Linked DNA regions of Hordeum vulgare: region 2 is linked to region 1. The links are chromatin contacts, called in public Hi-C maps. All regions are on one chromosome and are shown on one strand. The core of a region is the stretch at or near the end of the contact, and the rest is flanking DNA. Distances in the headings are between cores, read along the strand shown. Region 1 holds the start of LOC123409962 (stromal cell-derived factor 2-like protein). Region 2 holds the start of LOC123407475 (nucleolar GTP-binding protein 1-like).

What was found. A called contact is a pair of places that touch in the nucleus more often than the background predicts.
Region 2: a contact with region 1 is called in a Hi-C map of seedling, with 2.0 times the contacts expected there. The contact joins the promoter of LOC123407475 here to the promoter of LOC123409962 in region 1. A contact is called at or near these places in 1 of 6 Hi-C or Micro-C datasets (seedling) and 1 of 1 datasets of contacts at active chromatin or transcription factors (embryo).

The regions. Positions count from the first base shown.
Region 1 is chr7H:67,149,918-67,157,267 of MorexV3_pseudomolecules_assembly, reverse strand. LOC123409962 (stromal cell-derived factor 2-like protein) reads right to left here and starts at 5,988. Exons shown (of 6, transcript XM_045102833.1): 1 at 5,620-5,988; 2 at 5,393-5,533; 3 at 4,664-4,804; 4 at 2,932-2,981; 5 at 2,714-2,843; 6 at 1,623-1,974. The coding sequence starts at 5,724. The coding sequence ends at 1,891.
Region 2 is chr7H:67,274,847-67,281,962 of MorexV3_pseudomolecules_assembly, reverse strand. It overlaps LOC123407475 (nucleolar GTP-binding protein 1-like), which reads left to right and starts at 1,818. Exons shown (of 3, transcript XM_045100611.1): 1 at 1,818-1,919; 2 at 3,060-5,141; 3 at 5,509-5,784. The coding sequence starts at 3,090. The coding sequence ends at 5,099. LOC123407476 (2Fe-2S ferredoxin-like) reads right to left here and starts at 1,686. Exons shown (of 8, transcript XM_045100613.1): 1 at 1,579-1,686; 2 at 1,362-1,446. The coding sequence starts at 1,416.

The sequences.
Region 1 (7,350 bases), core at 4,739-7,238:
TCACGCCGTTCTAACCAGTGCGGACTACAAAGGTGGTGCCGTTCTGACCAGTGCAGGCTGCCGGCCATCGTTCAAAGTGCTGATGATGGTAGCAACAGACTTGGACAAGGAGACAGACTACGACCTCCACACCTTGGTGGCTGGCCAGCCGAGCTGGAACGCGCCTACCAAGTGCATAAGGAGGGCGGCGCTGGGGATCCTGATGCACAGTGACGCCGTCGTGTGCCAGGGTGCAGCCCATTGGCTCTTCTGTGCGTCCTCCAGCTTCCACGTCCTTCACGTCGACGCCGAGACCGGCCGCGTCTCCTCGACCAAGCTGACGAGCCCCATGAGCCCTCGGCCCCTTGTCGACCGTGCCGATCTCATTGCCAAGCGCGGCCGGACGCGCCTTGCTACCACCACCGATGGAAAGCTCTTGTCGCTTTGCTTGTATGACGCAGGCCTCCAGCTGATGGAGATCTGGACACAACCAGCTGCAGCAGGCCATGGACAAGACTGCCGCTGGACGCGCACCGGGGTGATCGACCTAAAACTAAAACTAAAAGCAATGCTGGAGCAGCCTCAACGAGTTCCATATGTTTGGCTGGGAGGGAGGTGCGGCAACGGCAAGCTCCTCATCGTCCTCGCACACCGCCACGGCTACATTGTCAATCTCCAAACTGGGACGATGCAAGAGGTGGACAACATATCTTCTTCTGGCTTCATCTCTAAAAATGTCGTCTGCATGGAGATAGATTGGACCACCTTCTTCATGGCTCGCCTAGCATGCACAACCCAACCATAATAATGAAGAATTATTGGTTAATTCTTTGTAAATACACTGCTGGTGATGCTTAAACTTGTCATTGATGTTCACTACTTGAAAAATACATCAAATTGGTTCTATAACTTGGCATGAAGTTGCAAATACGGTTCAAATCTCATATTATACATCATTGGTGCGCACATTTTTAAAAACTGTTCACCGTGTATTAAAAATCATTTTGTAAAAACTGTAATTTTATAAATGTGTTAAAACATGTCAAATCGAGTTTGCAGAAATGCCAGATTTGCAGAAAAAAATTAATATATGTTGAGCTTTTTTTTAAATGGATTTTTGTCAATTCTATGAATACATGATGAACATGTTTCAAAAAGACATCTACAATTTCTTAATATACACGAGAATTTTTGAAAATACGTATTTTTCAAAAATGCACTAGCACTTTCTTTATATTTATGGCAGCTGTAATATTTTCTTACATTTCTTTTTTCAAACCGGATAAACAATATCAAAAAATGAACATGAAATTGGAAAATAAATAAAAAAGAAACCTTGTGTGGGCCCACAAGTGTGTCATATGTATTTTCAGCAAACAAAAAGCGCCATGTATCAAAATGAAAATAGGACAAATGCTTGAAGAGGTAAATAGCAACGTGATATATAGACGTCTAGCTAGCCTAGCGTCCTGTCCTTTATATGTTCGATTCTTTTTGTTTACGGTCAGCACGGATACTCAACTACCTGTAATTCCCTGGTATCGCTCTACTCTGTTTGCATTGTAAACAGTTTTTTGACAATAGAGAAGCAGCATCGTTGCACAACCTCTTCAATTTACCCCCGAATAAAGTAGAGTTGTAGATACTCACACAAAGTCTTTACTGTCCCAGGGGTTCAAGCATCCAAGGCCCAAGTTAGTTCAGGGTGATGATGCTGACAGAGTCGCACTCACCATGTTAGCCGCGTGTGTGGTGATGGATGGTGTACGACTAAGTTGTAATCGTCGTTTCCAAATAGAAAAATACTGCGCTAACAATCATTCTAGTTCTGGGTACTATATCCCTTGTTTAATTTAAAAGCACGAACAGATAAAAAAATGGAAAATGTCAACAAAATTCCTGATGCTATGTTCACTTTCTTTCATCGACTGGGAGATAAACGCCCTCCGCTGTCGACCAAATATTCTCAGCTCGCTTGTCTCGAACACCACAGACCTGCATGAAGAATGTTTTAACTCAGAAAACTGATGAGTTAAACAATACATAAGCAAACCAAGGTTGCATTAACTGAACTAGAATGTGGTCTTGTTTTATAGTACTCCATCCATCCCAAAATAAGTGTCTCAACTTTATACTAACTTTAGTACTCTCTCAATTCCACAATGTAGTGTGCCCGCGCTTCCCAAGATCTAAGAATTCAGTGGAATAATTTCTGCTACCGCCGCAGTCGGTCTCGTTGGTTACTTAAATGTATGGTGAAACTTAGATCTCGAGAAGAACAGACGCAGTACATTGTGGAATGGAGGGAGTATAAAATTGTACTAAGGTTGAGACCCTTATTTTGGGATGGAGGGAGTATTTGCTATGAATTCAGGCAGTACGACATTTGCCTTCATAGACGTGAGCTTTGCGTCAATTAATATGGATTAGAGGGAGTATGTATAATGATTTAGAATTAACTAATTAAAGGTAAACAGGTTGTGATGTTTCAGTGACATCTCATTTTATAGATATAAAATAAATTTCCTTGATGTTCTAAAGATCAAGGACTAGAGTTCTTGAACAAACAGTGCATGTTGACATTGCCGCATACCGCATGTAATTCAATTTTATTATTTCTTAGCATTAATAGCTGTAGTTTCTAAACATGCATTACCCAATCACATTGGTATATAACGTTAATATATGTCGGAACAAGGTTGTACTTGTAGGTTCTAACTATTATCACACTCACCTCTTGCTGCCCACCACCAAGCCTGTTATACTTCTTGTTATGGCTGTGCAGATAGCCTCCCGTGTCAACATGACGCAATCTTACCTTCTGATCTCGCTTCCATACCTTGTCCTTTCCCTCAATTTCTAGCCTGTATAATATGAAAAGCAAGCCATTAAGCTGGATTAAGTTAGGCAACCAAATAGGCAGCATGCATCACATATTTTAAGCAATCACACCTCCAATAGTCACCGGTATCTGATTGTCCATCACCACCAAAACAGCTCACCTGTAAGTTCATTCAAGATTTAGGGTGCATACTTAATTCAATAAAAAATTAAGCAAAAGAAACATATAGTAAAACAAAACGTCTTTGCGCACAGCAAAGAATTGTCCACATGAGTTCCTAGTGATAAGTCTATTCAAAGTTACAAAGATGGTTGCCCCTGGGCCTACGGATAAGATTTAGAGTGCCCAAGCTTCGGTACAACAGCAATTACATGACACACAATACAAGCTGCTAAAAGATAGCCTGGTGGCATTGGGCTTGGCAGTTGCAAGTTATTGTAGACATTGTCAGTCACTTGATTCAAGAACATGGGCAACAACTTCTTTCTTTGTGACCAAGGACACCGTGTGCATGACAACATGTGTTATTTATCCACCTACCATGGATAGGGCGAGATGAGAAAAATAGAGACAGGGTGCTCACCATATAATGCAAGATATAAGTTTCTCTTCTCAGGTGCTGCTATGCCTAGCCAGGAAACTACAAAGCCGTCCTCCTGCCTCACGCCGCAGTCCTCCATCCCCACCCATCTTGTTCTCCGCTGCATCCTCACCGTCTCCCTTCCCAACACATTCACATGTCGTTGCCTAGCCTACTGACATCTCGGGCTGTCTGCCACCACCGATGCTACCAAAGTCGTCAGTTCGGGCCACAGCCAAGCCCTGACCAGGCATTCCTCTAACCTAAATGCTGTTCTGATCCTGTATGCCCCAAATCCCACCCCCTCCTTCCCGAACCCCGACCATCCTTCATCATTTGTGCTACGAGTGCTGGTGCATGATTGCTAACTGAAGAAGCCAATGGAGGCCTTCATCCTGCTCACTGTGAGTTACATACATGCTCCGGTTGAATGTACTGCCTCCGTGCTTGTTGTTTCGGGAATGTAATATAAGTGGGTTATTTGTGCACTGTGAGTTAATTTATGAAATTGATTTGCAGAAGATGTTCCAGCCACCAAGGAATTAGGAAAATTAATCCCAGTTTGGCCGTGTATTTGCAGAACATGTTCTAGATAGTATAACGTACACAGATTTACCATGAATCATTGGTAAATAAGAAGGTTTTAACTTGTAAGCAACATATATCTGTAGATTGTGTGAATCAAATTGCTATGTGGATGATTCTCGTGGCTGGGCTTAATGCTTCACTAAAATGAGTGATCAAATTGCTTGTGGTGAATGTCCAGTTCAGAGATCTTCATGAATAAGCTTTGTGAGTGTGGATTTTTTTCAGTTAATTTTGATTTGCTAGTACTACTTACAATATTAACATCTGGGTAACACAGTTGTGCTTGATTAGGCTCAACAATGGTTTGTGCGGCCACATGCCACATAATTGGGATTCTACCATTAATTACAAATCATATGAAATATGAACCCTTTAGACACAAAGTGTATGAGAGTTGTATATAAATGCTTATTTAGTGTATATAATATAGATTTAGATATGATGCATTGGGAGCGGTTAGGGAAAAAATCTTATAGTCTAATCGCAAAAGCTTTACTCCTGACCATAGAGAGCAAAATATTCATTTCATAATGCACAAATTTTCATTTCATGATGGCTACTGGGAATCACATAATGCACAAATATTCATTTCTAGAGAGCAAAATATATTTAATAAATTAATGTTTACAGGTTCTTCAACGTATCGAAACTAACTTACTACGTATCACACTAACCTCTAGGTTACCAGATAACGGTGAAGCATGCAAGTGGCTATGTAACCATCTCCGTGTCCTCATGTGTTGCAACCTGATGATGCTACCAGTTTCAATAGCCTCACCTTGTTTGGCTGATGAATCAAGAGTAGGTCTCACAATCTGCAGGAGTACAAGCAAAGTCAAGCCTAGATGTTGAACATGAACAGCATGTTCTAACCCTGCCTACTTCGGGGTGGAGTATCAGACTACTTGAAAGGCAAATCATATTAATATCAAGGTTAACTGCCAAATCTTTAGCCACAAAATATCATTAGGTTGGGACTTCCGATTCGAGAATGAAAAAAAAAAAACTAGCAGTATTGCAGTGTCAACGTTGGAGTTTCATCATGCTAATGTCGTCATTTATCCATCTGTTTAGTGAGATGTCACATAATTATCCGACGAATCAAAGTGCGAAATTTGTACGGTTCGGAGAAAAGTAAATGGCAGGTGAACAACTGATGCCTAATGATTCGTTTTTCTACATCCAGACCTTACAATTTTTGTCATTCTCTATACCATTCCTCTGTTTCTTTGATATGACATGCACATCTGCACCCTGATTTCAATCAATGCGGGTACAGCATTTGCACTCTGAACGAAGAGCCAACGCTGGCATTATCAATTCAAGACCATGGTTTGACACGAACTTGGAAGATGGGGGCAATTGCGCGAAATGAAACCATGAGAGACGGAGAGGCACCCCACCCAGTAGCTATTGGAGTCGTCGATCTCGGGGAAGCCGGTGACGGACTGCTGGCCGCTGCCGGAGCCGTAGGCCACGTCGTGGGAGTGAAGCCTCACCTTGGTCTTCTCGTGCATCAGCTTCACCGTGCTCCCGTAGGTCACCTGCAAGGCCACCCAGACGCAGATCAAACCCAGTTCCTCGCATAAATTCCAATCGTTTGGCAGATCTTAAGATCTGGGAAGCGGACCTGGAGCCCCTCTTCCGATACGGGGGCGGCGGCCGCACCGTGGTCGACCCGGGAGCTGGCGCCGAGGAGCAGCGCCACGGCGAGCGCGAGGACGGACGCGGCCATCGCGACGGCGGCGGTGGCGCGATAGGACCTCGGCGGCGGCGACGGCGGTGACGTCGAGGAGCCTTTCCCCTTGGCCGCGGCGGCGGCCGGTGGTGCCGTGGCCGCGTCTGGTTCGCGCGAGCCGCGCGGGGCTTTGGCTTTCCCGCCGGCGATCGGTGAAGCGGGGTGGGTCTGGTCTCTCGTGTCTGGGCGTGCTGGTGTGTGTGGTTGCGGCCGTCGAGATCTCGCGAGCTCCGGGACGTTTTGCTTGCCGTGGTCGTTGCTTCCGTGGAGACTGGCTTCGGGTCGGGACCCATCCGGCTTCCACGTATAGGGGACGAACCAGAGGACGACACGTGTTGCAGCCGCGTCAGTGATGGTATTATTTTGTGCCAAAAGACCCCTCAAAACATACTTTCACACGACTAGTCACTCCATAATGTGCCTCTTTGGATACTTTAATTCAGTTAGAGGTAATTCTGACTCTGGATTAATTTTGAACTAACTTTAAACAAAGAAGTATTTGGATGATAAAATTAGATTGACAATAAATGCATTTTTTTTAATCATTTGACTCATTTAACCAGGATTTGGTATGGTGAAAGTAGAGGGAAAAAATAACTTTTTTTCTGGGCCCCACCTAACTTTAACCCAAATAAGCATCTCTCCATCGGTTTAATTTTTTTTTTGATGGGTTAGATGCATCTAACCAAAACTAACCCTTATGTTTAGATGTTTTTGGATTAGTTGAATCCAAACTAACCCAAACTAACTTTAACCCATGGATTCAAATAGGGCCAATGTGTTCTCCAAAAGTGTAATTAAAACCTAAAGGTATGTGACAAAAAATATAGAAGACTGCTACGCGTCGGTCGGCGGATTTATTCAAAAGATTTGCCGCATAGCAAGCCATTGGATTTGATACAATCAATCAACCATATGTATTTCTATACATTGCGACAAAGGTCTTGTTGCGGGAATATTTGCAACGGAGCTTATATTGCGGGTCTTTTTGCGACATAAGTTTTATTGTGTGTTCTTTTTTGTAACATAGGTTGTATTATGGGGGGAAATGTAGCATGGGTCGTGTTGCCGAAAAAAATTGGCCTCCCTGATCGCACTCGCTGTGGAATCTAGCTCCTAGTCGTTTTGCAACAAGGAGCTGGTTGCAGAACCCCTTTTTGAAATAATGAACCAGTTGCAAAACATGGGCATCGAAGAGTTAGCTTCGGATTGTTGATTAAAATTCATCCGACGAACATAGAGATGATGGAAGCTCGCACATAATCGGTCGGCTGAAGGGAATCATTATCCAAAAAAATGTATGAAAAGAGCAACTTTTGAATTAAATTAGTGGGTGCCTCATACATCTCCATCGTATCTACTTTTCCAAACTCTTTTGCCCTTGTTTTGGACTCTAATTTACATGATTTGAATGGAACTAACCCGGACTGACGCTGTTTTCACCAGAATTGTCATGGTGTTGTTTTTGTGCAGAAATGAAAGTTCTCGGAACGTCCTGAAAATTTACGGAGAATATTTCTGGAAAATATGACAAATACCTGCGCAAAGATCCACCGGAGGGGACAGGCCAGTGGGCGACAAGCCCTGTAGCCGCGGCCTCCCCCCCGGCCGCGGCCACGAGGC
Region 2 (7,116 bases), core at 569-3,068, 130 kb before region 1:
TGAATGTTGAGAGTCCTGTGCAGGAGGGTGCAAGTAGACTTATTTGGCGTAATATTTGGTCTGCCCCTGTGCCTAATAAAGTTCGTGTTTTCTCCTGCGCGTAGCTGCTGATATCTTGGCTACTAAGAGAAACAAATGGAAACATACCTGGAAGTTGATTGTACATGCTCTATATGTGGTGTTACAGAAGAAGATAGTTTTCATGCAGTTAGGAACTGTACAAAGGCAAGACTCTTCGTATGGAAGTTAGGAAGGTGTGGGCTATTCCTGAAGAATCTCAGTTTGCTTATAGAGGGAAAGATTGGCTGCTGATCATGATCGCAAACCTGAGTAAGGAGACTAGGGGGCTGGTCCTTCTTTTGCGGAGAGTGTGGCACCTAAGAAACGGTGTAATCCACAATAAAGGAGAAGCTCTCATAAAAGATCCAGTTATTTTTCTCCAAAATATGCAGCTAGTCTCACTATGTGCAACCTAAAGCTGGGTGACTACAAAGGCAAACAGCCGATGTTTGAGCCTGGAATTAGTAAACTGACACCGGCAGAGGACGTGTGCAGCCGAAATGAACCCGGTGGGATGCTGTGTTTGTTGGCGCCATTGACCAGCTGTACTAAATTAATGTAGACGGGTTGTTCTCTGCAGCGATAGGCGAAGCTAGTATTGGTGTTGCGGCTAGAAGGTCTGGCTGTTCTGTTCTCTTTTGTGCAGCTCGTTCTGTTAATTGCTCGGACGCAGAAGATCAGAGCTGTTAGCTAGCAAAGAAGGAATGTACTTGCTAATACTTGGTGCCAGGCCCCCTTTTCCATCGAAACTGATTGTGCCTATGTGATAGTACAAGTTATGAATGCTAAAGGGAGCGACATGTCCAGCAAATGAGGGCTTATCAACGAAATAAAAAGTCTTCAGAGTCAAGTTGCAGATATCCAGTTTGTACAAGTGAAGAGAGAGTTTAATAAAGTTGCCCACGAATTAGCGTCGAACGCTAGAATTAGTGGTTTGGTATGGTTCTGAAGAGCTTAATTCTACTCCTGCCCAATGTCGGGCGTTGGTTTCTGAAGATTATAAGAACCTTATGCCATTATAATGAAATAAAGCTCCCTCTTCGGTGCCAAAGAAAATAAAAACATGACTCCCAACTCAAAAATCGGCTAACATGAACGATGAATATCATCTCATTACAATGGGTACTGGGTAGCCACAAAATGCGAAGCATTTGGTCCGAGCACAAGGTGCTTCACGTATGCATCGCATTTATACAAATTCCATGTTCTTCGGGCATTCATTAGGTCCAAGCACAAGCATTTTTTCCTAATTCCTGATAGCGCGGACAGTGTAGCAGGAAGAAGGGCGGAGAGGCACTAACCAGCTCTGGTCTCGCGCAGGAGCCGCGCCCCGAGCTGGGAGATCCTGGAGAGCATGGCAGCAGCGTCGCCTACTGCCTCCGAACCCTAGAAGAACAATTCAAGAAACCGCGAATCAGCACCCGCAGCCGCAAGAATCACCACGCAGAAGCAAGATAGATAGGCAACCAGCGGTAGGGACGGATCAAGGGACAATCAGGAGCAGTGGAGGAGGCGAACCTCGCGGAAGCGGTGGGAGGCAGCCGCCGGTCACCTTCCACGGCGGCGGGAAGGGGGGAGGTAGGCGGCGGGTGTGGTGGAGGCTGGCTGGCTGAGCCGTGGTGGGGTCTCGAACCACCGCCGCCGCCTCCAGTACCGTGGGCCGGGGGAAAGCGGGCTGGAGAGTGACCGTTAGATGGGCCGAGAGGAAAGCCCGTTAGCGAGGACATAAGAGCCCGGACGAAACCCACCCCTAAACCCTCCTCTTTCCCCCTCCCCACCCCCGTCCGCCGCCGGACGCCCGCCCGCCGACTCCACCGAGGCGAAGCTCCGTCCCTCCGCCTCCTCCGCCGCCTGGCGACGTAAGTAGCCCCTTCTTTCCGCTCTCTGCGTGCCGACCGTCTCGCGTAGTCGTGTGCCCGTGATGATGATCCGCGCGGATGGCTGCGGTAGTAGACTTGTGCCTGTAGATTCGTGGCTTGGTTCAACCTGTCCGTGCTCATCCCTGGTTGAACCTCTCAAAGAGTTCGTGAATAAAGCAGTTGCGTCATCTGTTTTGCGCTGTGACTCGTGTTTGACCGAAGGATTTGTAACAAGCGGCTCAATAAGGTTGTCTGATTTGTTGCAGATGATAAGGGGTGTTGATTTGTAGGTTTCTAGTTGATGAGAAGTTGCCGACTAGTTAGCTGCTGCGGACGTTTTTTATGCTTCTTGTCGATTAAATGTTGCCGGCTAGTTTAGCTGCCGCAGATTTATACGCCTGGCGTGGTATTTTATCAGAAGTTTGGAACTATTTCTGCTGTCGGCTTACTTTTATTTGCGCTAATTTTGTAGAATCTATCAAGCATTTGATGCTATGAGAATGAAAGCATGCAGGTGTTGTTGTTGCTCTTCCCTCCTTTGGGAGGCTGTTGCTGCCTTGCTGGTGCTTAGATATATTAGGTTTTCCTTCCATGTAAGAATGGTGCCAGGGTTTCAGGGCCTGGATTAGTCTTTTGGTGTGATGCAACCGACTATACTTGTGTTTAAACTATTTTTGACTGCCAACAAAGAGACTGTGCTTTGACATGCTGGTATCTAGGTATATATTGTAGATGTTTTTGTCCTTTCATATAAGAACGGTGTGCGTGTTTAAGGTCCAGAGTTAGACTACGGTTTCAGTTTGTGATGCCAACTACTTTTGCTTTTTGTCTTATGTTAGGTTTTCCTTCCATCAACAAAGAAACTGGGGTTAGCCTCAACAAAGAAACTGCAGTTAGCTTTTTTGTCTTATGTTTTAAAATCAAAGTTTTCCTTGTGTGTGACATGGATGCACCGATAATGCTGGGGATGAATCTAGGGTCTTCATATGATTACAGATTGATGTTTTCTAGTGATTGCTAGATTTCTTCCTGGCTATTGGAAATTCTGCTTGCTAGCATTTATGTTGAACCTTTTTTCTGCATTAGTTTCTTCACTGGTTTATCTGCATTGGATTGACATGACATTTGTTTGTATTACAGGAATAAGTAGCAAATCTTTACGCCGGCAAGATGGTGCAGTATAATTTCAAGAAAATCACTGTTGTCCCTCCTGGGAAGGACTTCATTGACATAATCTTGTCCCGCACTCAGAGGCAAACACCAACTGTTGTCCACAAGGGCTATGCTATCAACCGCATTCGCCAGTTCTATATGCGCAAGGTTCGCTATACTCAGCAGAACTTCTATGAGAAGCTTTCCACCATCATCGATGAGTTCCCCAGACTGGATGACATCCATCCTTTCTATGGCGATCTCCTCCATGTGCTCTACAACAAGGATCACTACAAACTTGCCTTGGGTCAGATCAATACGGCTAGGAATATCATTGCAAAGATCTCCAAGGACTATCTGAGGCTGCTCAAGTATGGAGACACCCTGTACCGGTGCAAGTGCCTGAAGGTTGCTGCACTAGGTCGCATGTGTACTGTTCTAAAGCGTATCAGTCCTAGTTTGGCATACCTGGAGCAGATCAGGCAGCACATGGCCAGGCTTCCATCAATTGACCCAAACACCCGTACTATCTTGATTTGTGGGTATCCAAATGTTGGGAAGAGCTCTTTCATGAACAAGGTTACAAGGGCTGATGTGGACGTGCAGCCTTATGCTTTCACAACAAAATCCCTTTTTGTTGGCCATGCAGATTACAAGTATCTGCGTTACCAAGTGATTGACACTCCAGGGATCCTTGATCGGCCTTTTGAGGATAGGAACATCATAGAAATGTGCAGTATCACCGCTCTTGCCCACTTGAGGGCTGCTGTGCTGTTCTTCTTGGACATCTCTGGTTCTTGTGGGTACACTATTGCTCAGCAAGCTGCACTCTTCCACAGTATAAAATCCCTGTTCATGAATAAGCCTCTGGTCATTGTGTGCAACAAGACTGATTTGCAGCCGCTTGATGGGCTTTCTGAAGAGGACATGAAGCTGGTAATGGAGATGAAGTCAGAGGCTATGAAGACTATACCTCAAGGTGGAGATCCCAGTGAAGAGGGTGTTTTGTTGACTATGAGTGCTTTAACAGATGAGGGTGTGATGGCTGTTAAAAATGCTGCATGTGAGAGGCTTCTTGAGCAGAGGGTGGAGATCAAGATGAAGTCAAAGAAGATCAATGACTGCTTAAATAGGTTTCATGTTGCTATGCCCAAGCCTCGTGACAACAGAGATAGGCCTACTTGCATTCCTCAGGCTGTTGTTGAAGCTCAAGCAATTGCTGCTGCAAAGGAAAAGAAGAAACTTGAGAGGGACCTTGAGAATGAGAATGGAGGTGCTGGTGTCTATTCTGCCAGTCTCAAAAAGCATTACTTGTTGGCTGATGATGAATGGAAGGAAGATATTCTCCCTGAGATATTGGATGGGCATAATGTTGCCGATTTCCTGGATCCGGATATCTTGGAAAGGTGTGAGGAACTGGAAAGGGAGGAGGGTCTTCGTCTTGAAGAAGAAGCTGCTCAGGATGCTTTCATGATTGATGGCCATGACGAATTAACTGAAGAACAGCGTGAGATACTGGGTAAGATTAGGAAGAAGAAGGCAATGCTCATCCAAGAGCATAGGATGAAGAAGAGTACTGCAGAGAGCCGTCCTATCGTTCCAAGGAAGCATGACAAGGATAGGAAATTCACAACCAAGAGAATGGGCAGACAACTCACATCCATGGGCGTTGATCCTACTGCAGCTGTGAACCGGCTTCGCAGCCAGTCAAGAGGCCGTAAGCGTGAGAGGTCACTGAGCAGAGCTGATGGTGACAATGCTATGGACGTTGATGGCCAGCACTCAGACAAGAAGCTGCGTACAAGGTCGAGGTCTAGGTCCAAATCACGACCAATTGAAGAGGTCGTACCAGGTGACGGGATCCGGGATGTTGCTCAAAAGAAGAAGGCCATCAAGAAATCAAGGGACTCTGTCAAGAACAGGAACAAGGAGGCTCGCCGTGGAGAGGCGGATCGCGTCATCCCCACGTTGAAACCGAAGCATCTCTTCTCTGGAAAACGAGGAATTGGGAAGACCAGCAGGCGGTAAACAAGTCAATGTGGACGTTGCTGCTTGCGATCACTCGATCAGGTGCGGAAACTGTACTTTCACTTGGTTATTCTTCCACCTAGTTAACAAATCTTTCTCTGCTATGATCATGAAACTACTCTGTTCTCCCCATATGGCTAGGGCAAATGTTAGAACCAGCACTAATCTTGTAGTCAATTGGTTGAGGTGTAGTTAGCTGAGAGTTCTGTTTGTGGATTATACTGTACTGTCAAATAGGATTAGTAATGTTCTCAATAGATATGTAAAAGCATTGTCATCATAAACTTGTGATTGGTGGTGCCAAGCACTCCAGGGTCTTATGGAGAAGTTATTAAAAGTATTGCTCGAGCTACATCCACATGTTTATTGTAAAGTTGAAGCTCAGCCCTTTCATTTTCTCCTTATGCAGGAACTGCAGAATCACTGCCATTTTTCGTGCTGGGCATCGGGGGAGGCTTGAGCGCCAATCTGGCAGGAGATACTACCATCTACTGCATTTTTATCTTTGTCTGGCTTTTGCTCTCTGTTACTCGTTTGTTAGACTACATCGTTGTCGAACTATATGCTTGTACCATCGGTCTACTCCGCACTAGTGCGGAGCGGAGTCAGATTTTGTTTGATGGTGTTGTTAATGTATTTGAACGGGCGCTTGTTTTCCTTTCCATGAAATGTTTTGATACTGTGAGATTGCACCTCGGTCTGGAACCTGTGAGGTTCAGCAATTTCAACGGCAGCCACCGCAGTTGGCTTCAGGCGCCAGTGCTTGCAGTTGGTGTTTCATTCAAGTTAATTACGAAGAAATCCTACTCTCGTTACCTTCTTGTTTCTGGGCCGTGCCTCTCCATGCACTGTGACTTGAGGCTGTAGTCTTATGATTCTGGTTTCTTGGGTGAATTACTGAGGCTGTAGTCTTCTGGTATGTGATTGTTGCACATACGTCGATGCTAGGAAGAGAACTAGCCATGCCGCGTGCTGTGTTTTATTCATCGTTGAAGTGGTAGAATAAACTGCAGTCTTAGACCATCTCGTTCATCGTTGAAGTGGTAGAATAAACGGCAGTCTTAGAATGTCCAACAGGCATCTGAAAACTGCCCTGCACGTTAAAGATTTGTTTATTAAGTGTCGGAGACAGAAAACAAGGACATAAAAAACATCAATGCCCATGCTGCAAATTTTAATGGCGTTGGCTTCCCGTTTTTTGCATCCATTGAACAAAAAACGTATTTATACACTGTAAATAAAATTTAAAGCGCCGCGCGCCACCGCGCGTTTGTTGGATTTTGGGCAGAGTAGGTGTTTCTCAAGAGGAACTTACTCATACTTGGTGAAAATATAAAAAAGTTATCTAGTCTGGTCAAAAAACTTGGTAGGATTTTGGCCCATCTTGTTTCCTTTTGCAACTGAATGTTTTCTGTTGTGTTACTTAACAACTCTGCATGTTTACTGCGAGTTTTAACTAGTCACTTGGACTAAAGAGATGAGAGGAATGTAAATGGTAAGCGCGGCGAATTGGTACGATCGATGAGCCAGGCGGAGCTTGGTACAAATTGCTGATGGGGTGGGGGTCGGGCTAATGCAAAAACACGAGTATTTTGGGGCGTAAATTGCTAAAAAAAATCTCATCTAAGCCTAATGATAGCATGACGCGTTAAGATTTTTTTTATGCAACACATGCACAAAAATACGTCGCCTAACCCGACGGCCCCACTTGCACTGTCCAACGCGCGCAATCCGACGCCCCAATAATGCAGAAGCCAACGCGTTCAAAATTTGCAGCGCAGGCGCCGATGTCTTTTTGCACGCTTTATTTTAGAGCTTCTTTTCTGTCTTCGGCACAAAAAAAAACCAAACTTCTTAGCGCGAAGATCAATTTTTAGGCGGCTTTTTGGAGATGCTCTTATGAATGAATAAGGAATTGAGCCTGCTTTGCACAAACTCAAGTGTAGGCAGCTGAAGCGTATGACCTAACAGCAAGTGAGTTGAAACTTTTTTTTTGTTGCATCGAAGATAGGGGGCT